Regions from separate parts of the Mus musculus genome. Here regions 2, 3 and 4 are each linked to region 1. The links are chromatin contacts, called in public HiChIP or PLAC-seq and promoter capture Hi-C maps. All regions are on one chromosome and are shown on one strand. The core of a region is the stretch at or near the end of the contact, and the rest is flanking DNA. Distances in the headings are between cores, read along the strand shown.

The links. Promoter capture Hi-C pulls out the DNA fragments that hold promoters and counts their contacts. HiChIP or PLAC-seq counts read pairs in DNA pulled down with a chosen protein or histone mark.
Region 2: a contact with region 1 is called in a FOXA1 HiChIP or PLAC-seq map of pancreatic cancer cells. The contact joins the promoter of Psmf1 here to the promoter of Abhd12 in region 1. A contact is called at or near these places in 2 of 39 promoter capture datasets (embryonic stem cells and pre-B cells), 2 of 115 datasets of contacts at active chromatin or transcription factors (astrocytes and pancreatic cancer cells) and 1 of 9 other capture datasets (liver).
Region 3: a contact with region 1 is called in a promoter capture Hi-C map of pre-B cells, with 4 times the contacts expected there. The contact joins the promoter of Nsfl1c here to the promoter of Abhd12 in region 1. A contact is called at or near these places in 8 of 39 promoter capture datasets (the 3T3-L1 cell line, cranial neural crest, frontonasal cranial neural crest and 5 more), 1 of 15 datasets of contacts at CTCF or cohesin (embryonic stem cells), 6 of 115 datasets of contacts at active chromatin or transcription factors (astrocytes, bone marrow-derived macrophages, embryonic stem cells and 3 more) and 1 of 9 other capture datasets (liver).
Region 4: a promoter capture Hi-C map of neural stem cells shows a contact between it and region 1. The contact joins the promoter of 3300002I08Rik here to the promoter of Abhd12 in region 1. A contact is called at or near these places in 2 of 39 promoter capture datasets (cranial neural crest and neural stem cells).

Annotation. Positions count from the first base shown.
Region 1 is chr2:150,902,553-150,907,825 of GRCm38.p6, forward strand. It overlaps Abhd12 (abhydrolase domain containing 12), which reads right to left and starts at 2,179. Exons shown (of 13, transcript NM_024465.3): 1 at 1,805-2,179. The coding sequence starts at 1,995.
Region 2 is chr2:151,738,213-151,743,485 of GRCm38.p6, forward strand. Psmf1 (proteasome (prosome, macropain) inhibitor subunit 1) reads right to left here and starts at 3,098. Exons shown (of 7, transcript NM_212446.2): 1 at 2,799-3,098. The coding sequence starts at 2,927.
Region 3 is chr2:151,490,894-151,496,166 of GRCm38.p6, forward strand. Nsfl1c (NSFL1 (p97) cofactor (p47)) reads left to right here and starts at 3,289. Exons shown (of 10, transcript NM_198326.3): 1 at 3,289-3,519. The coding sequence starts at 3,415.
Region 4 is chr2:150,359,591-150,364,863 of GRCm38.p6, forward strand. It overlaps 3300002I08Rik (RIKEN cDNA 3300002I08 gene), which reads right to left and starts at 3,175. Exons shown (of 4, transcript NM_027017.1): 1 at 2,998-3,175. The coding sequence starts at 3,054.

The sequences.
Region 1 (5,273 bases), core at 929-3,428:
ACAAAGTCAGGTAAGTAAGACGGTAAACAGGGCTGCGCTGGGCTGGCCTGAGTGAAGCGCCAGAAAGCCTGGCCAAGGCAACAGGGGAAAACAACTATGGAGTAATGGTCCGGTCCGATCTGGCCTTCCTTCATTATGCTTTATTCCCCCAAAGCCTCTGTTCATTCAGAGGATGTGGGCACCATCTGAATGATTCTCTTTGTACTACAATATCAATCAGGTCCTTTTAATGCAAGGAAGGTGTCAGAGCAGTATTCCTGCTGGCCTCCCAAACATGGCTGTACATAGCAATTTGATTTTTTTTCAACGAAAGAATTTCTAAGTTATCTAAGCTATATGCAAAGCATATGAATAAAAGTGCAATCGAATTATCAAGGGATTTTAAAGAAGGTAAACTTTTCTTAAGACAAAGTAAAGAGTACATAAGTCTTTCAAAAGATTGATCACCTGCTAGTTCATTTTTAATTACATGCTATCCATTTATTTTGTGTGCATGTATGTGAGGTGGTCTGCATGGAGGTCAAAAGCCAACTTATGGGAGACAGTTCTCTCCTTTCACCATTAAGTCACAAGAAGGATAGATCTCAGGTCATTAGGCCTGATGGCAGGAGCCTTCCCCAGATCAGCAATCTCACCCACGCTCTGGTAGTAAATTTTACCTACAAACAGCCAGTTCTGGTCTTTCTGCAAGATGGAGAATCACTGACTTAAAGATCTCGGTAGTTGAAGTTCATGATCTTTTAAGCACAGAGCTTCAAGCTCTGATTTTCTTTCTTGGGTAAATGTTTAACATATACAACAAACGATCAATTGATGCAAAAAGAAATGACTGCTACAACTCCTGACTTAGGAACATTGCAAACTAATATTTCTGGTCATACACTATCAAGGCTTCAAAACTGCCAACAGAGATAATAGTCTACAAACTATCAAATTAAGAAACCAGATAGAGGGAAAGAAACCTATTCCTATATAAAACAGGCTACTCAATTTTGAGATCAGCTTTACATAACTGCCTCTTCTCCATCCTAAAAGAAGGATGCAAGTCTAACTCACCGACCAATCCCAGAAGATTCCAGGACCTTACAGAGTAATTTTCAATGACCAATTCCTGTGCAGATTTCAAGTGCTTTGTAACTAACTACCTGCATAGACAACCACCAGTTCTCTCCAACAGCTGAGAATGGATGCATCCATCCATCCTTTCCTTTGGATTCTGAAAACGGCTTAACCCTTGAAAGGGGGTCGGTGAATGCAGCTCTGACCTGCGATTAGCTAGCGAAGGGAAGGACCAGACAGGAGAGTTGCTACTGAGCTCCATATACGGTCAAGGCAAAGCAGGTGAACTGGCTAAGAGCACTTGCAGGGTCTTTGGTCTTGCCGTTCACCCTGCGTGGTCCTCTTCTTAAGGGCAGCCTTTCAAACTCCTCGGGAGACTCTTTCCAGAGCCAGTCAGGAATACTGGGCCCCTGATTACTATGGACTCAACCACTAAGTATCTCTGCAGGCTAACCTGATAAGGATGCCAGCCAGGGTGCTGGGTGGGTTAGTGAGCAGCTCGTGGAGGGGGTGGGAGGGTGAGATGGGGGTTGAAGGAGAGCTCCAGAGGCAGATGTTTGGAGGAAAGAATGGGGTTGGACGGTCCCTGCGGGCCAGACGAGGGGAGGTAGTCTTTAGAAGGGTCGAAGAGGACGCCGGGAGGATGGAACCGTGTGATGCTCCCGCAGCAGATCTCTGAAGGTGGGAGCCTGGGACTACCTGCCCTCCAGGTGAGGGGCCCGCGCGTGTCTGCACCGCATCTCACCTGCCCAGCGCCCGCTTCATGCCCGCGTCGGATGCGCTGTGCGGCTCTGCCGTCCCCTTGCCCGCCAGACGCAGGTTCTGCTTCAAGCTGCAGTCGGCGTCCAGCGCCGCGGCGGCCGAGCCGGAGGAGGACGAGCCTGAGGCGGCGCAGCGCTCATGCTCCAAGGTGACGGGCTCGGTCCGCTTCCTCATCCCGCGGCCCTGTCGGCAGCAGCTCTCGGCGCCCTGGTTTCGCCCGCCCGCCTGCGCCGACCTCGCTGCAGTCGCCGCCGCTCACAGCCGTCACCACCCGGAGCCGGGAGCCCACTGCGGGTCACATCCCAGCCCCAGGCCGCGGCGCCCGCTATGGACCAGCGCCGGAGGCCGGTCGGCCACCGCGGCCAATCAGCGCACGAGTCCAGGAAGCCCCGCCCCAGACACGCCCCCGGCAGCTCCGCTTCACAAGCAGCGCGCCCAGCATCCCCAGCGCCAGCCACAGCCATCTTGGAGAAGGGCGGAATAAGCTGAAACTGCGGGTCATTTTCAGGGCAGGGCTAGTCTGAAGGGTCTTAGTGCGTTTACGAAACGGATTAGGGCCAGTTTGGATTCTCCTGCTGGGTTGCTTTAGGTGCAACTCAGGTGCCCTCTGCCTACGAACTGAGGCAGGCCCTATCTAAGATCTAAGTGGTCCGAATGGGGAGGGTGCTAGGGAGTCCTTGAGGGCACTAGCTCCGTTTGCTGGGCAAAATAGGCTCTCTCTACTCCCTCTTTAGGGCATTTGGCGCCCCTAAAAAGCTAGAGCCCCAGATGTTCTCTAGATTTGATATACTCAACAAAAAAGCTTTACAGAGAGAGAGAGACTCCAGTAGCTAATGTATTGTTTAAACAAGTTTATATTTACTTTTTTTTTTTTTTTTTTGTCTTTTCGAGTCAGGGTTTCTCTGTGTAGCCCTGGCTGTCCTGGAACTTACTTTGTAGACCAGGCTGGCCTCGAACTGAGAAATCCGCCTGCCTCTGCCTCCCATATATTCACTTTTTCTTTCGCTGAATGTAAGAAAATGAACTGCCTGCGTATGCTTTGAAGTCTTCTATTAAAGTTTGGATCTTCATAAGAACGATTAGGACTGGTAAGAAGGCAAGGAAATCCGTTTCAAAGAGGAATTTGCACTCTGACATCCAAATTTAATAATTCAATCCACCTGAAAAAAAATGAAAGGACACGTTGTAGCTTTTAATAGTTTTTGTTTTGTTTGATATAGCATGCATTTTACTAATGAGTTACTTTTGTAATTTCAACATGCATGTAATCAGTTTGAAAAATATTGGCAACTGATAAAGATTTAATAGGAACTTAGAAATGTAATGGATTATGTTGTTGCCTTTGTAATGATAGTTACAACTTGCAATTCAAGAATTTCTTTACCATTTTTGCTATATTATAACCTATGTTCATACTGTATGAATATCTACAGTCTTTAAAACATCAACAAAATAGTACTATAGATTTGAATATTCAAAAAGGAAATTAAATGCTTAAAGATAGTTTTGACCTATCAGTCATAAAATCTTTATAGAAAAACAAAAGAACAAATAGCCCTGGTAGGACATGCCTGAAGTTATTACAGAAGCTGACATCAGGAGGGTTGCAGATTGGAGGCCAACCCAGGCAATTTAGCGGCTTCTGTCTCAAAATAACACAAATAAAAAGAGCTGAATATAGCTCAGTGATAGCATTTCCTCAGTATACCTGAGGATTGGGGTTCCATTATACAGAGGAGGGGGGGGGGAGGAGGAAGAAGAGGAGGAGGGGAAGAACTGGAGGGAGGAGACAGAGAGGGTGTAGAGCTAGATTTTGTCAATATGATCCTTATCTCTTGGTCTCCTAATGTTTAAATATGCTTCCACACTGGGTACGCTCCCATTGTATCTCTGGGTCATACCCTTTCTAGATCTAAGGCTCTTTATCAAATGTTCTACTTCTTGTTGACGTCTAATAGGCACTCAACCCTCCTAGCTCATCCCCTTTCCCTCCCAAGAAATGAATGGGAACTCCATCCTTGGCTTTCTTGGAGTCAAGACTCTGGTTTCATCCTTGATTTTTCCTTTTTTTTTTCTTTTTTTATGACACCACACCCGTCATCAAGTTTTACATCAGCCCTGTATCAAAAATCCAGCCTCTAACCAGTTCCTATCTCCTCCACCAATCCCCACCTTGGACCAAACAAACAGCCATCATTCCTCACTTGGATTTCCTTAAAGGTCTAAGAGGCCTCTTGCCTTCACTTTTGTTTTGCTTCCTTCTGTCTAACATCTGCCACAGAACTGAATCTGTCACTAAAAACCCTTTGGTTGGTTCCCACCTCTCTCAAAACTGGAAGCTTGTATCCAAAAGGCTCTACAATAGCCTACCTGACAGAGCTCCAGCCCCACTTCTCAGGATCAAACTTCTCCCAGGATCACTGCCTCTCTCATGGTCCTTCACAAAGCTACACAGCCCCTCCCCAAGACCTTTACACTTTGATTCTTGTTGAAAAACCCTGCCTTCCTAAAGCCTACTATCTACAGAGTTACACCCCTGCCCTATGAGAGTTATGTTTGCCGAACACTTACTCAGAACTCTCAGACCTTCTCATTTTTGCTGCGTTCACCTTTCTGGGTTTATCCTGGCTAGTGCGTAGCACCAAAATACTTGACATTGATACATCTTTATCTGTATTGATGTTTTCCACACTGCAAGATAGACTCCAAGAAAGGACCTTGTTTACTGCATTATCTTCAGTATCCGGACCAATGCTTGGCTCATAGTACACACTTCATAAATATTTGCTGAAGGAAAGATAGAATCATCAAGGCTGCGCATGGGTATTCTACTGTTCCCATTTTAAAAGTAAAGAAGTCTAAAGGTCAATAAAAGACTCACCTCCTAGCTGAAATTGAAACTAGACATGGATGAAACTACTGGTTTGTGAATCATAATCCTATAGCAGTATTTTGAGAGTTTAATAGACACTATAGTACCTAAGTATCCCTAATTGACATAAAAAGAAAATCCCTATTTATTTAGCTATCTACCTACTTACCTATCTGTTGCTTTCTGAGACAGGGTCTCATACTCTAGCCCAGGTTGGCCTGGAACTCTCTGGAATACTCTTGCTTCAGCACCTGGAGTGATAGCATTACAGACATGAGGCACAACAAACACCTCAACAAGTGGTTTCTTTTTAAAGTGGGGGCATTGTCCTGTTTGCAGCCTTAACAGATCACGCCACACTCCAAGCAGCCTCCCTTCCTCCAGGAACAGCTACAGGAATATGACAGACCAGTGCTTTGACTCTGAAGTCACAAAATCTTGCCTTCCCCAGCTGACCCAGAAATAGAGGCAAACTGACTTTAAGCAGCTAGCATGTAGCATGAGGTACTTTCCATGCCTACTACCTTGTGGCTTTGGACCACCTCCTCCCTCTGCAACTTTTTTTCTAGGATCTCTGCTT
Region 2 (5,273 bases), core at 1,848-4,347, 840 kb after region 1:
TTTTTTCAAATTTACTAGTTATCAGGGGGCAGCTAAAATAATGAGATGAGCCGGGTAGTGGTGGCACACACCTTTAATCCCAGCACTTGGGAGGCAGAGGCAGGTGGATTTCTGAGTTCAAGGCCAGCCTGGTCTACAGAGTGAGTTCCAGGACAGCCAGGGGAACACAGAGAAACCTTGTCTCAAAAAACCAAAAAAAAAAAAAAAAAAACCAGAAAAGATATATATATATATATATATTATATGAATGAAGGTCACACCCAACCACCAGCCTAAGACTTAGTTTGACTGGGCATGAGTGAACCTTCGACACTACTTCTGGGAATTCAGACTTACACAGGCCCTTTGGGAGTCCACCTAGCAGTACTTAGCTCTATGAGGTTTGTATGAGCCAAGACTCAAACGTCCTCCTAGAAGGAAGCTGTGGATACATGTGGGAGCCTGATAAGCAATGTCAACCTTCATTCCAGTGTGAGCCTGAACAGCTGAAGCCGAGGTAAAGTGCACACTATGCTGACAGTGGCACATTACACTGCAGTCAGAAGGAACACACTAGATCAAATTATAGTATTCTAGAGAAAACGTCATGTGTGTGTGTGTGTATTGGCAGTAAAGAACCAGGAGGAGGAGTAATTCTATGAAACTCTCCCCTCTGGACACATGCACAGAGCACCCATGAATACCATCTTCGTAAGAGCAAGTCACCAAAATAAGCAATATTCTGTCAGGAAGCACTAACTGGACTCTGTTGGTTATGAGTGGGGTACAGAGGGAGAAGTCACAAAGTGGGAATTTACAGGGGGAGTGGGAGGAGTTAGAAAAAGTTTATGGTCCAATACCATTTATGGAAAAACAAAAAACCCTTTAAAAAGCACACATTCAACACAAAACAGCACGACCAGAAGCTGTGTTCATGAGAGCATGGTAGGATGGGATGGGATGGGAAGGAGTGGGGCGATGGACAACACTGACAAAGGCCCACACATGAAGGACTTTACACAGCAAGTGCAGGGGAGGCCACCCCTGGTGTTTGGAAATCCTTTGCCAGAGGAGTCACAATCAAACTTGGCTAGGTGACAAGGAGACTGGTAGCCTCAGCAGAGACAGGAGAGTAAGGAGAAAACAAAACTGAAGCTAGCCACAGCCTGAGAAACCCTCTTGCCTTTCTGGGTAACTTCCTAGTGTGGTGTGGACTTCAAGGGTGACTCGGGTGTTTAAGGCAGGGCTGGCAGACCTTACCTGTGTTCAGTCAAGACCTTTGACTCTCTCCTGTCCTACATGGACAGCACTGGCCCTACCAGCAGGCGCTCTTGACTTACAGACAACCTGCTCTGCTCCCCACCTCGACACCTTCATTCCGGAGCAAGAAATAATCGCTAGGGTCAGGTAAAGCTCACAGCCTCACTGTGGTAAGGTGAAACGGATACTCCACAGAAAACAGAAGCTAGACAGGCCCAACACATCATGTGGCTGTCCTCTGCACCTTGATATAAAATATCAAGTGTCCCACAAGGCTATGGTTGGCAGATAACGAAAGCATATGTTTGTACCATGTAACTTCCTCAGATGAAGACTCAAAGGCCTGAGAGTGGCTGCGACCTATGAAAGGTTAGAGCAGGGCAGGCTGGAGATTCTTCCAGACAGACTGGTAAGGTAAAGAAAGGTAAAGCTAGCTGTCTTCTATAGACAAAATCCTGAGGCTAGAAACATTCCTTAATGGCCACTGGGCTCACCCTAGTGCCTCTGGGCTAGAATGCAACCAACCAACCAACCAACCAACCAAAACTGCACACATAAACAGGTCATTCTCTCTTTATAATCTTCAGACTCCCACAACACAATGCCAATTTTTCTAACTCGTATCTATGGCCATCTCCATGGCCCTCCACTGACCTTATCTCACACGGCTACAGAGCTCTCATGGGGAGTAGCCGTGCCCTCAATAAGGAGACCAATCAATGCCTGTTTGTTCAAGTCAACAAACATGTTCTTGAGATCAAATATTACAAGCCCAGCTCTATAGCACTGGAGGCAAAAAAGCAAAGAGAAAGTGGGCAGCATGACTCTTTAGCTGCTGAGTTGGTATTACCCAGTCAAGTGCGTGCTTTGTTCCTCTCATCACCCACAGAAGGAGGGTGGCAGGAGGCAGCTAGAGGACCAACACAAATACCTGCTGAGTCCAGCAAGCATTACTAATCTGCTGGCCACAGGCTGGAAAATAAAACTCTCTAGTAGATAAATTAACAGTTAATGGCCTCTCAATTTTTAACTAATTAATTAAAAAAAATTTTTTTTTGGCTTCTACCCTGAAAACGCATACCCATCAGCAGAGAATGGAGGCAAGGGCAGCCTGAGCCCAGAAAGTACTTCAGGAGAACGGACAGCAAGAATCAAACGCAGCATTCAAGTCTGAAATCCAAACACTGTCCCCTCGAAGAAGGGGTCCTAGAATATGGCTGAGTAGGTCAAAGTTCACTGCCACACCAGTGCTTGAATCCAGATGCTTGGAGTTGAGGGTGTAGCACGGAGTATTCTACGGCAGATGCTTTGGGTAAACTGGTGGATGAGGACCTTGAGGAAGCTACTAGCCTGTCTCAGTCAGATCCACACAACCCCGGCTGTGTCGGGGACGCCTTTACACGTCCGTTCCCGAGTTTACACGCACGCTGTGCCCGTTGTCGGCACCAGCACCAGGCGCGCTAAAGTGCGGCATCAGAAGCCTCGCTCGGGCCCTGGCTTTGGCACGGTCAGGGCAGGCCTTTGGGCCTCGGGCTGCAGACTCCCCTCCACCCGCGTACCTGGTCGCCCGTGCCCAAGGCATAGTAGCCGTTTGTCACCACTTCCCAGTGCAGGAAGCAGACGAGTGCGTCCTGCGGGCAGCTCATGGATGGAGCGGCCGACGCGAAGAGAACCTCGAGACCCGCCATGGATGTTTGCGGCTTCTGTGGGAAAGGAAGAAAAGGAGGGGACTATGCAGAAAGCCGCTCCGCCTAAGAGAAGCGGGACCGCGAGCGGCAGCGACGCCTTTTGATGCCGCCTTCGCTTTCGGCTCTGTCCGCACCTGCGCGGAAAAGTGGAAACGCGGAAACGCAGAGACGCGCACCGGAAATACTTGTTGACTTTGTGCGTGCTCCGGGCTGGAAACACCTGCACCGAACTAGAAGGTTCCACTAAGAAGCGCGCAGGCTAGGGCTTATCTTCTCAAAGCCTTTTTGCCTGCAGCAGGCGACTGCTGAGTGCCAGGCTGTTCGTTCCTGGGGAGAGACTGCCTTCTACCAACTACAGTAGACTTCTCATCTGCGAAGTGGAGTGTGTACTAGGCCGGGGGAAAATTTAGGCAATCTGTCTTAGATGTTTTCATCGTAATTTATTAGCATGCCTGCAGTACTTCTTGCCTGATAGCACTTTATTCTACATGCTAAACTTTAATGCATTTATCAAAATTTCCAGATCCAGTATTATACAGTTGGTATTGATGACAGTACTCTGCCACTACATAGATTTGGAAATCGTGTCACAATCAGCCAGTGAGCAATAGAGGTGCCCCTGGGAACTGGTAATTTGGTCTCTAGGATAGCATTTATATGTATGTTGATTGCATGCTAAATCCTGTGCCAAAACCTTTACATCCCCTCTCAACAAATTCATGGGGTATATTTTATTACCCATCCTCACTTTGCGAGTGATATAAAGAGCAGAAAGAGTGAAATGACTTCACCCAAGTAAACACAGCTTTTGACCACATCTAGAGCCCAGAGATAACTGACAAATGCTAGCCACTTGTGCCCCAATCTCCATCAAGATTTTTTTAACCACCTGTTGTTTCTCCATGTTTCTTGAAGTCCAATACTTTTTTGTAGACAAATAAATTTTGCCATGTTGGTTGGTACCATGACCCAAACCATTGTCATTTTTTTTTTCTTGGTTGCCTGGCATCAGCCTTGTATGCTACACTGGTTTCACCCTACAACCAGAGAGATTCTGTTAAAACACAGGGAAGACCATGTTCCTTAGGCCCAAGCCACACCTCAAAGGCGAAGTTCACTCTAGGTCTGTCACCCTCTCACTCCACAGGCCCTGTGCCTTTCTGATATCACCTCCAAGTGTCCTTTCATTCTCTGATCTCCTTGGCTCCAGTGACCTTGACTTCTCTCAGCTCTCATGCCTAGGTTAACATGCCACAGGTCTTGCCCTGATGGAACTTTGTAGTGTTTCTTTTTAATAGACAAAAAGCAATCCAGTATGAAATCTGTCATTTGGGGGTGCTGAGAGAGCTATACAAGGCCCACAGGAAGCCTATGTTCCAAGCAAGGATCAGGAAGGGTTTCTTGGATTAAGAAATGGCCAATTGCACAGAACTCTCATGGAAGAATAAAGAAGAAATGTTCCTGTAAAAGCATATAGCATACGTGAAGGCACCAAGGTGGGAAATGTAGCTACCCCCGTGTAACTGGAGACTCAACACTGCCCCTCTCATCTCTTCCTCATCTTTAACTACTCTCCACACCTGTCCTCAGCCTGGATGTCATGACCCCCAGGGGTTGCATAGCAGATTTCCCTCAAATTAGATATTTATATTGTGATTTATAACAGTAGCAAAATTACAGTTAGGGAGTAGCAATGAAGTGATTTTATGGTCGAGGGTCACTATAACATGAGGTACTGTATGAAAGGACCGCAGCATTAGGAAGGTTGAGAACCACTGCTCCACACTGTGCTCAAGGAGTTTGGTGGTGTGCCAAGGGGGCAGGCATGCAACAGAGAAAGCTATCAGCTCCAGAAGGGCTGAGAATTTTATCACTGAAGTAGGTTAGGCTTGCTGGTTCATGATGATAGCAAAACACAGGCTGGACTTTTGGCCAGCTTTATTAGTGCTTTTAAGGTTTTCTTTTACTCTCTCTTTTTCCTGCTGTTGTTTTATCTTTTTGTAACGAGGCCTCTTGCCTCCTAAGCCACCAGTGCTCTCACCCCGGCCCCTTGGTTCCACACTAGCTTGCATTCCCTTGATTATAGCTTGCAGCTCACACATTTCCCTTTTCTTTTATATACCATTGCCTATCTTAATGGGGCTTCCCCTAAAAGCCAATACTGAAGGTATGGTGGCTTGTGTCTGTAATCCTAGGACCTAGGGGAAGAGAATAAGGAGTTTAAGGCCAATCTCATATTGGTGATGAGTTCAAGGCCATCCTAGGCTACAGGTGATCCCATTGGGAGCTTGAGTGGCTCATTTGAGAGCTGCTCCCAGGGCCGAGCAGGAGGATTGGGCTAAAGGA
Region 3 (5,273 bases), core at 2,039-4,538, 590 kb after region 1:
CTAAAATGTGGCTCCAACTTGTTAACTTGTAAATTCCTTGGCCTCCTGTAGCCCCCAGGGTGACATTGCTGGCCAGGAGACAGGCATCAAATGCAAAATCTCTTCTCCACTGCTATCTCTGGCTATACCAGACACAGGAGACACTGTGACAAAAAGCTGGAGTATGTGTGGCTAACCTCAGGATGGACTGTTCTACTATCGGGAGAGACTCAGAGCAGGCATACCCACTGCAGGTGGCACTTCAGGATGACTGTGCCCCACAGCTGACAATACCTTAGGATGGATAGGTCACCCTGGTGACTATTATTAACTCCAAGTACGGCACCTCTGGGTAGGCACGCCCCACTGAATACAAGACCCTGGAATAGACCCCAAAACTGTGAAAATAAAGTCTGCCTCCTTACACTGTTTCTCTCCGGCACTTGTTGCAACAACTGATGCTATAACTTTCTCTCCTCCATCCCCCATTTCCCCTCCTCCTCTCCCCTCGAATCCCATAGTTGGTGTGGAGTTCATTGCCATTTTGGGAAGGACATTACCCCCGCTGGTGGCTTCCTCTTCCCAAGGTGGCTGAGGGAATTACATAAAATGACACTGGGATTTGTCACTCCAATGATGTCAATGTTTGTTATGTCTTCTGAGATAGGAGGGAGATAGGAGGAAGGGCTGGAAATTCTGCCCTTCAGACTCTATACTAGGTCCCCTCTATTTTGTAAGCCTGACTGTGACTTTTGTATAGTGCTTCTAGCTGGTGTTCTTCACAGGCAGCCACAGAGCCCGCCGTGTGTGTGTGTGTGTGTGTGTGTGTGTGTGTGTGTGTGTGTGTGTGTGTGTGTGTGTGTAGGTTTCTCTGTAGATCCCTGACTATCCTGGAACTCACTCTGCAGATCAGAGTGGCCTCAGACTCAGAGATCCACTTGTCTCTGCCTTCCAAATGTTGAAATTAGAGATACACACCACTGCCAACCAGCACTCCCCCCATCATTCTTTAGGATATATCCTTCTACCTTTAACAGGTGACCTGACACTATTTCAGTGGAAACATTTGCAGTCACCTGCCCTCAGCTGACAGAATCTGCTCAGTGACTCCCTTGCCTGTACTTTCACAGAAGAGAGATATGCAAACTTTTAAAACAAACCCTCCCGGTCTGTCTGTGATGCCCAGAACCTCCTTCCAGCAAGGTAGCAAATAGCCAGTAAGTGCAAACTGACCTGGAATGAGAGTACTGAAATAGGGATGGTGTGGGTTTGGAAATCTGAAAAGCATAATGTGCACTTAAGCTGGGCTATTCGAGGAGTAGAGTGCCATGGACGCCATAGGTGGTGGTGATGATGATGATGATGGTGATGGTGATGATGGTGATATATGTGTATGTTATCCTGGAGTAATGTTGTTGTTCTGGTGGTGGTGGTGGTGGTGGTGGTGGTAGTGGTGGAGTGTGTGTGTGTGTGTGTGTGTGTGTGTGTGTGTGTGTGTGTTAGTCTGGAAGCCATGAGTATTGTGTGGAGTGCCCTGGATATTTGGGAGAACATGTGGAATGGACTAACTGGAAGCTATAGGTTCTGGGTACATTTCATACCTGAATGACAAGAAAGTCAGCTTTAAATTGAAACCAGAACTTGACCACAGGTGGAGCTGTGGGTGATGCTGTGTATATGTAGAGAGACAGCGAAGATAGAGGCTTGGTCAGTCTTTCTCCAAACTTCCAGGCTAGGACATTTGTTTAAAACTGGGATTGAAACTATAGCCTCTCCCATGACAGGCAAGGCCTCTGGCACTGGGCTGCATCCTCTGCCTTTTAGCATGGATTCACTTTCTCACCAGGTTTAGTTTTGTTTCCCAGACTGACTTTAAATATGCTCTGCAAGGTCACTCTTTCAGTCTCAGGCACCTGAGAAGCTGGGACGGCAAGGCCCAGGTTGTACTTTTCATTAGGTGTGGTCCTACTGAACCTCTGGTTTCTGTCTTTACCTGTAAAATGGGAATACTAACCTCTACCTAGCAGAGGTTTATTTTATGATGAAATAGATAATAATGTGAACACAGCACCTTCAGCAGGCTAAGGGAACCCTAATGCCCTGCACCCACAATTATTCCTATAGTCTTCTTGATAGCTGTCAGGCTGGGCAGAGGGCTGACTATGAATCGGACCAGCATCAAAAGCAGATAGGGTTCTCCTTACTGCTTCTCTGCAATGTGTTAGGTTCCAAATGGCCTCTGTGGGCCTTTTCAGTTGGTTACAGTGGGACTGATCTGCAGTTATACCAAAGGACGGTATTCACACCAATCCAGTGCTGTCGCGTTTGCAGCCATGCCCGAGGCTGGCTTAGAAGTTGGAGATGCCCCTGGCAGAGCTACTTCCTGCTCTTCATTCTCATAGTATGACTCTGTGGAACAAAAAGACTGAAAGGGGCTCTTGCATAGACCACTCCCTGTGAGATCCTCATTGTCTGATCCATGTGTTATTTCATCCATTCACTTATTCATTCATTCACACATTCATTAGTAGTGGCTTCATGCACAGTGAATGTGGCTCTGAGTCAGGCATAGGAAGAAGAGGAGAAAAACAAAGCATATAATCAGCTGACAGGAACCTCACTGAACACTCAATAAGTTCTGGTAGAATAATTGCTGGTCACCAACTTAGCAGATTGTAGGATGGTAACAGTTTAACCTTGAAAATGAGGGATAAATAGATGGACTTAGGAGGCTCCCAGCTTCACTTGTCCCCACTTTCACTTGAGGGGCAGCACTGTTGGAGAGAGAGCTCTAAACTTTCTCTGTAGGTGACACATGTCCATCTTACCTCTGCTCTGAGTCTCCTTGTCCTGGGCCAGCCTGCCAGTGGCAATGCAATGGTGATTTGCTAGATGCTGTGGAAAGTGGCAGGCTGAGACTTATACTAGTTTAAGATAGGAAACCATGGGGATGTGAGCATCGGTTAGAACTGTTAGGGTCAAAGGACATAAGCAACAAGAAGACAGGATACTTTGTTTTATCTCTGTTATTTCCACAGCCCTTGGAAGAGCATCAAGCCATAGACAGCGTAATGCTTCAAGAAGGAAATTAATGTGCAAATAAATAATTAACGAAATAAAGGGATGAGACCATGAGTAATTTCCAGGATCTGATTTCGGGACTACTTCATCCTGTGGGAAAACCAGCCCCTCCCTACTCACTTCCATCGACCTTCTACTTCAGCCATTAAGGTGAGGCTCACATAGGGGCCACCAGAGGGCGCGAGGCGGCTAGGTTTCCCACACGGAGGGCTTTTCCTGTGGCACCGCATTGGGCGGAGCCTACGAGCAGGCGCCCAGCGGCTGGACGCGGTAGAACGGCGGGCGGAACGCAGACCTGGGGTTCGGGCTGTTGCAGTGTCCGCCGGAGCGGTTTGGGAAGTGCACGGGGCGAAGATGGCGGAGGAGCGGCAGGACGCGTTGAGGGAGTTCGTGGCGGTGACTGGCACTGAGGAGGACAGGGCCCGTTTCTTCCTGGAGTCGGCTGGCTGGGACCTGCAGGTAGCGCCGCGAGGCGGGCCGCTTCGGACGGGCTGGGGAATACGGAGTGCGGCGTCGGCTCTGCGATCCCTACGCGGCCGAAGCGCACAGTCATCCCTGCGGGGCTGGGCCCTGCCTGGCCCAGGCCTCATGGTGCCTGGGGTCGCTTGCCACGCGTCACCGGCCTGGCTTGGAAGTTCATGGAGGCGGGCGGGCCCTGCTTTGCAGGGCCTCTGTTTTCCTGCGGGCTCGCAGTGTTGGCGAGACTTTGGGCGCTGCCGCAGTCCGCGTGGAGTCGTCGCCTGGGGGCGTGGCTGCCACGGCGAGTGCCTGCGGGTGGCCGGGTGGAATCGAGTGCCCTGCTTCCAGATGGAGCCCCACCGAGGTCGCGGTGGCCTTCCGATTCCGCTTCTGCAAGGATGCTGTGCTGGTGGGGGAAACCCTGCAAGGCATCAGCCCACGCCCCACTCTTGCCTAATTGCAGGGAGAAACTACCTGTGGGATTGTGGCGCACGTTTGGGGTCTCTGCACATTTCGTAGTTAACTGTAAAATGGGAATTTCTTAGGACTTACTGTCTTGTTCACTGGCATGTAGTAAATAGTCACTAAGGAATTAATTTAGAAGGCAAAGCTCCACCAGGCATAAAATGTTGCACACTTCTGATCCCTAGAGCAACACCCATCTCTTATTGCTCAGAAACACAGTAATTAATGTTAGAAAGAATTGATTGCATAAATGTCCTTGGCCAGCCTACATCTTAGGTAGATGACGATGACTAATATTTCTTGAGTACCTACAACAAGCCAGGCACTGTTCAGCATTACAGAATGTCTCATTTACATGTCTCACATTGCAGCTGAGACTTGGAGGATAAATAACTTGCTGAAGAGCTAACTACTAATTAAACAGGTAAAGACTAACCCTATCTTATGGATAAGGAATTGGACCCTCAAAGGGACACCGAATGTGCTCACTGTGTGAGCTTTCTGATGTAACCATGTCTACTGACTGTAATATTTAGCTTCCCAAACATTAGGGATCTTTATTCCTTTAACTCTTTCAGCACTCTGGAGGCAGAAGATCTCTGAGTTCGAGACCAGCCTGATCTACATAGTTCCAGGAGTAAATAGTCCCTCTTTCAAAAACATAACAAACAGAAAGATGCTCTTAAAGGCGCTGTGAAGCCTCTGTGCTGAGTGGAAATACATAAGAGAAAAGCTTCTATCCCAGTAGATCATCCGAACTGAGGCTCTTACCTGTGTGGTAACTTGACTAGCAGTGCCAGGACTTGAATGCAGGTTCTCTAAATGTCAGTTTAGTACAACTCCTACGATGGCACATGACTTCCCAGAAGCTGGTTATACTACATGAAGAATACCTTCAGACTGATTGTCCCATGACAGCTCATTTCCTCCTAGACAGTTGGTTACCTTTTAGACAGGAGGTGCCTCCTCCATCTCCGTGGGACTTCATTGTTCTGTCTTCTCTCTTTGTGTGGAGAATGTGTGATAAATCAATGCCTTCTCATTGAGTTGGCGACAGTCACAAATGACCAAAGGACTCATATGAAGGGCTTTCACATGTGTAAAGCTAAGGTGACTGCGTTAACTTTAGTGATTATCTCCTTCAGTTTTATAGGTTTGGTGGAACAGCATCCCCATTTCAAACAGGAACCGGGCTTCACAAAGAAAGGAAATGTAGCATCTGTCCCTATACTCTTCTTCCTCTTAGAACATAAGCTTGAGGGCCTGAGCATGCTGCCTGGGGTTGAACC
Region 4 (5,273 bases), core at 1,925-4,424, 540 kb before region 1:
GGTTCACTGAAGGTTTAAAACCATAACTAATGTATTAGTGAAGTTTTGTATAGATAAAGCCAGTTGAAATTTTATCTTCTGTCCTAGTACCTATAATAAATCATTAGTTGCTTTTTAATGACCTTTGGTTAATTGTTTTACAACCTCTTGGAATGTGCTCTGAGTAGGAGAAAGTCTGGTTACCATCTAACAGAAATTAACTGGTGACACCTGAGAGACTGGCAGAGTTCTCATTGCAGCTTTGACTATCAGAAAGGGACCTAATAGAAGTCCCATTATAAAAGAGCTTAATAATCACAGATATAATTTTAGGAATTCTTATAGGATCATCATAAAGACTTAAGTCATTTATTAGTCTACATAGCATCACTACCAGACAGTACATCTTTGTGGATCTGCAGAGGGGTGTGTTCCTACTTAGTGATTGTTATATATGTTTAATAATAACAGGAAAAGCATATTAATAGCAGAAACCTTTCCCAAAATTAGTCCCTCACAGCCTAGCTTAATGAGGGCTCACCTGTCGCAGATTATATAATAATCCGAGGCAGGCCACTTCAGGATGATCACCTGCTAGTTATTAGCTTGTCCCATTACGGCTCCTGACAAAATATAATTGAAAGAACACATAGGGATAATGATTTTGAAAAGAGCTGGCCCTTCCCTGTTAGAAGGAATGGCATTAATATGATAGTGTTTGACCTTGTCCCTATGTGCAAAGTTAGCTGCTGAGATCTCTAACCTGACACACAGCCAATAACATGTGTTTCAAATTTCTGAGCTGACTTAACTGTGTCAACAAGGACTGGAAATATCTATATACATCCCTTAAATGGAAATTCAGTATTCACTTATCTCAGGTTAAATTGTACACCACCAATTTTAAAACACTGTTGTGGTAAAATTCTTCATCTCAAAAATTTAGAAAGTTTCTTCATCAATAGGAAAGCAAGGTCACTGCCTGGGGAGCATGAGACTGGGATCAATGGTGCCTGAGTCAACATAGCTTGTCATAGAAACACTTCTAGTACAGGGAAGAAGATGCAGCTCTCCTAGAATAAGATACCTTCCCCAGGAGCAATCACTCCACAAACAATTACAAGATTAATTAAGAAAAATCTCTTTAATTGCAGCATATATTCAGCTCTGGCTAATGCTTAGAGAAGAGACAGCCCAGAACAGATTTTACATTCCACATATGCTGTCTCATGTAAGTGTGTCTTAGGTTCCAGCCCTGGGCAATGTTTTAAACAATTTAAATATGGACTAGAGACTGCAAGTCCCACAGATGGGAGACTTACACAGAATAGATATAATCTGAATTATTTCTTAGATAAATCAGTGCCCTGAAACAGCAGATCATTCATCAGTGACAGGGTTCTGAGATAGAGGAGCCAGAAGATGCGAAGGTTGGAAAAGTTGAAGGAAGAAAGTATCAAAGCTGGGATGGGGATGTCTTGGACGGGCTCTGTCTTATGCCACACAGGCTTCTGGAGAATATCATCCTGTATACTTCTTACAGGGACAAAATGGAACAAAATAGGAGACTTGTGTCAAGTCAGCACAAACTACCATGAATGGGAAAAACACAGGAAGGATCTAATAGAAGAACGTTGTACAAAAGGAACACTGAACCTCTCAAAAACATTCCTGACCAAGCCCACACTGGACTCGGGACTGATAACCATAGCCGCATGTGGTGGGATCTCAGGGTCTGAAGCAAGCCATCCCCGAAGGCCCTGGAGGCCCCGAAGGCCCTGGCCCCAGACCACCACCCGCTCTCCCAAGCACCATCCTTGCTTTAGAGAAGGAGCTCTATTTTATTCTCAGCACTTCAGGGCCTTAGGGGAAGCCCCTAAGCCTAAGCCCCAGGCTGTCATTGGCTCTGGAGACTGAGAAGGGGCTGGGCCATTCTCCATTCATGAAGGCCTCATAGAAAGCCTCCCTGGACCAGGCCAGTCCTCAGCACAGCAGTGGTTTTCCTTTTCAGTTATCACCAAGTGTGGTCTTGTCCACATGGCAAAACTATGCTTTGCTTAAGAAGAAAACCAGGGGGCTGGCTAGATGGCTCAGTGGTTAAGAGCACCGACTGCTCTTCCGAAGGTCCCGAGTTCAAATCCCAGTAACCACATGGTGGCTCACAACCATCCTAAACGAAATCTGATGCCCTCTTCTGGAGTGTCTGAGGACAGCTACAGTGTACTTATATAAAAGAAAGAAAGAAAGAAAGAAAGAAAGAAAGAAAGAAAGAAAGAAAGAAAGAAAGAAAGAAGAAAACCGGATCTTTATGGCACACCAGGCCTTAATGTTGGTCGTGACCCTATTTTGCCCCTTAGAGCCACTTGCTAGAGGCCTGTTCTTTGATATCAGGATGGCCCTAGTTCATGATTGTAAACCAGATTTGTCTCCTTTGTTATGGTTTATAGACAAATGTCTGGACAATCTTGGTAATCAAACACATATACTAGCATCCTATTATCCGTGGGGTGTTTTAGAGGCAGTCCTCCCTCAGCTACATTCTACTTGGTGTCACTATAAGTTTTGGTAAATCCTTTACATCATCAATTTTACGCTTCTAAATCACAGCTCAACATTGGAGTGCTACCCAACACACGAGGTGCCTTTTACAGCTTCCACAAAATCAAAGCCAAAGGGATCTTACACTTGCAAACCTACATATTAAAGGGCTAAATGCTAAGGCCAGAACTTCCTGAAGATACAGAGAAACTAAAGCTCTCCGCGTCTGGCTTCTTGCCAAGGATGTTTCTACACAGAAGCCCTTTCCCCAAATGCTTTGTGCAGATGCAGCCACCCTAGTGAGGTTATTCAGAGGCCACCTCCGGCTCCAGGGAGAGAACAGGACCACAGGGAACCTCACAGGCCTCTGCTTTTGTCAGGCTGCTGTTTATCACGGAGCCCCGGGGAAGACCCATGACAGCAGCTCCCTCTGCTCAGCCCCCTGCTCTTTCCTTTTGTTGGACATGGCCCTGCACTTACCATGTCGGGACTTGCCTGAGCTCTCCTCACGGGACTCCGCGGCGGCACACGGAACATGCCAAGCAGAAATACTCAGGATTGCCCTGCTTCACAGAAAGGGCCATACAGAAACCCTCGGGATTTATCTGCTTCATAAAGGAACTAGCAGGAAAGCTTCCGGTAAAGCCCGCCTTCTTCTCTGATTGGCAGGACCGCCTCCATGTGCTGATTGGCTAGTGAGTCTTGAGTAACATAAGCACCACAATTAGGGTTAGAGTGCACTGAAGGGACACAGTGGATTAGTCCTGGGCACAGTCAGAAGCCAGTCCTTTTGCAGATCTGCAGAGCTTTTCATTTCAGTACATCTTGTGTCTGTTTTCCCACCTAGGTCCGGGGAGGATCCACAACTCCAGCTTCCGGTCGGCTACCTGCTTTCCCCTTTGTGGGCAGTGACCCTGTGCTACTTTGTTGCAACTTTGAAGCTGTCCTGAGCTCCAATCACAGCACTAAGTAGGCACTTCCCCTTCTTCCTCCTGTAATCTAGGTCCATAAACTGTGTAGCCCATTTCTCAACTTACCGTGGAGTTATCAACCTGTCCCACAAGTGGAAGGGTGCCCAGAGTATTAACAATTACAGAAGTATATTAAGAGACAAGAGTTTTTGTTTTGTGTCTTCTTCAGGGTTCAGGAAAACTACAAGTACTTTTTACACCTAATACTTATGAGTCAACCATCAGAACCAAGCAGGAACCATATGACAAACACTGTGAAGCACTCTAATTAACCAATAAATCTTCCTCAGTGTCTGGTAAAATAAAATAAACAAACAACAAAACCGACATCTATTTTAGTAAAATTTCTCTAGATAAAGAGAACTCGAATGGTCAAGAAGCGCCTAAGGAAATGTTGAACATTCTTAGTCATCAGGGAAATGCAAATCAAAACAACCCTGTGATTCTACCTCACACCAGTCAGAATGGCTAAGATCAAAAAGTCAGGTGACAGCAGATGCTGGCTAGGATGTGGAGAAAGAGGAACACTCCTCCATTGCTGGTGGGATTGCAAGCTGGTACAGCCACTCTGGAAATCAGTTAGGTCATTCCTCAGAAAATTGGACATAGTACTACCTGAGGACCCAACAAGATTCTCCACCATATAACAAAGACACATGCTCCACTATGTTCATATCAGCCTTATTTATAATAGCCAGAAGCTGGAAGGAATCCAGATATTCCTCGAGAGGAATGGATACAGAAAATGGGGTACATTTACACAATGGAGTACTACTCAGTTATTAAAACAATTAATTTATGAAATTCTTAGGCAAAGAGATGGATCTAGAAGATATCATCATGAGTGAGATAAGCCAATCACAAAAGAACACACATGATATGTACTCAATGATAAGTGGATATTGGCCCAGAAACTTGGAATGCCCAAAATACAATTCACAAACCACATGAAACTCAAGAAGAAGGAAGACCAAAATGTGGAGACTTTGATCCTTCTTAGAAGGGTGAACAAAACACCCATGGAAGGAGTTACAGATTCAAAGTGTGGAGTACAGACTGAAGAAATGACCATCCAGGGACTGACCCACCTGGGGATCCATCCTATATACAATCACCAAACCCAGACACTGTTGTGGATGCCAACAAGTGCTTGCTAACAGGAGCCTGATATAGCTCTCTCCTCAGAGGCTCTGCCAGTGCCTCACAAATACAGCAGTGGATGCTCACATCCATCCATTAGACTGAGCATAGGGTCCCCAATGAAGGAGCTAGAGAAAGGACCTAAGGAGCAGAAGGGGTTTGCAGCCCCAAAAGAGGAACAACAATATGAACTGACTAGTACCCCCAGAGTTCCCAGGGATTAAACCACCAACCAAAGAAAACATATGGAGGGACTGGTGGGTTTAGCTGCATATGTAGCAGAGGATGGTCTAGTCGGTCATCAATGGGAGGAGAGGCCCTTGGTCCTGTGATGGTTCTATGCCCCAGTGTAGGGGGATGCCAGGGCCAGGAAGCGGGAGTGGGTGGGTTGGTGAGCAGGGGGAGAGGGGAGGGTATATGGGGAGGGTGTTTTTTTCAAAGGGAAAACCAGGAAAGGGGATAACATTTGAAATGTAAATAAAGAAAATATCCATTAAAATGAACTAGATTATCATCATCATAGTTACTATATTATAATTAAAATTAAGTGTTTTATTTTTAAAAATAATTGATAGTCTCAATCTCTCTATCATGTTGGAAATGAATTTATTTGAATGGCTCAAGAGCTGTGTCATTCTACTATCC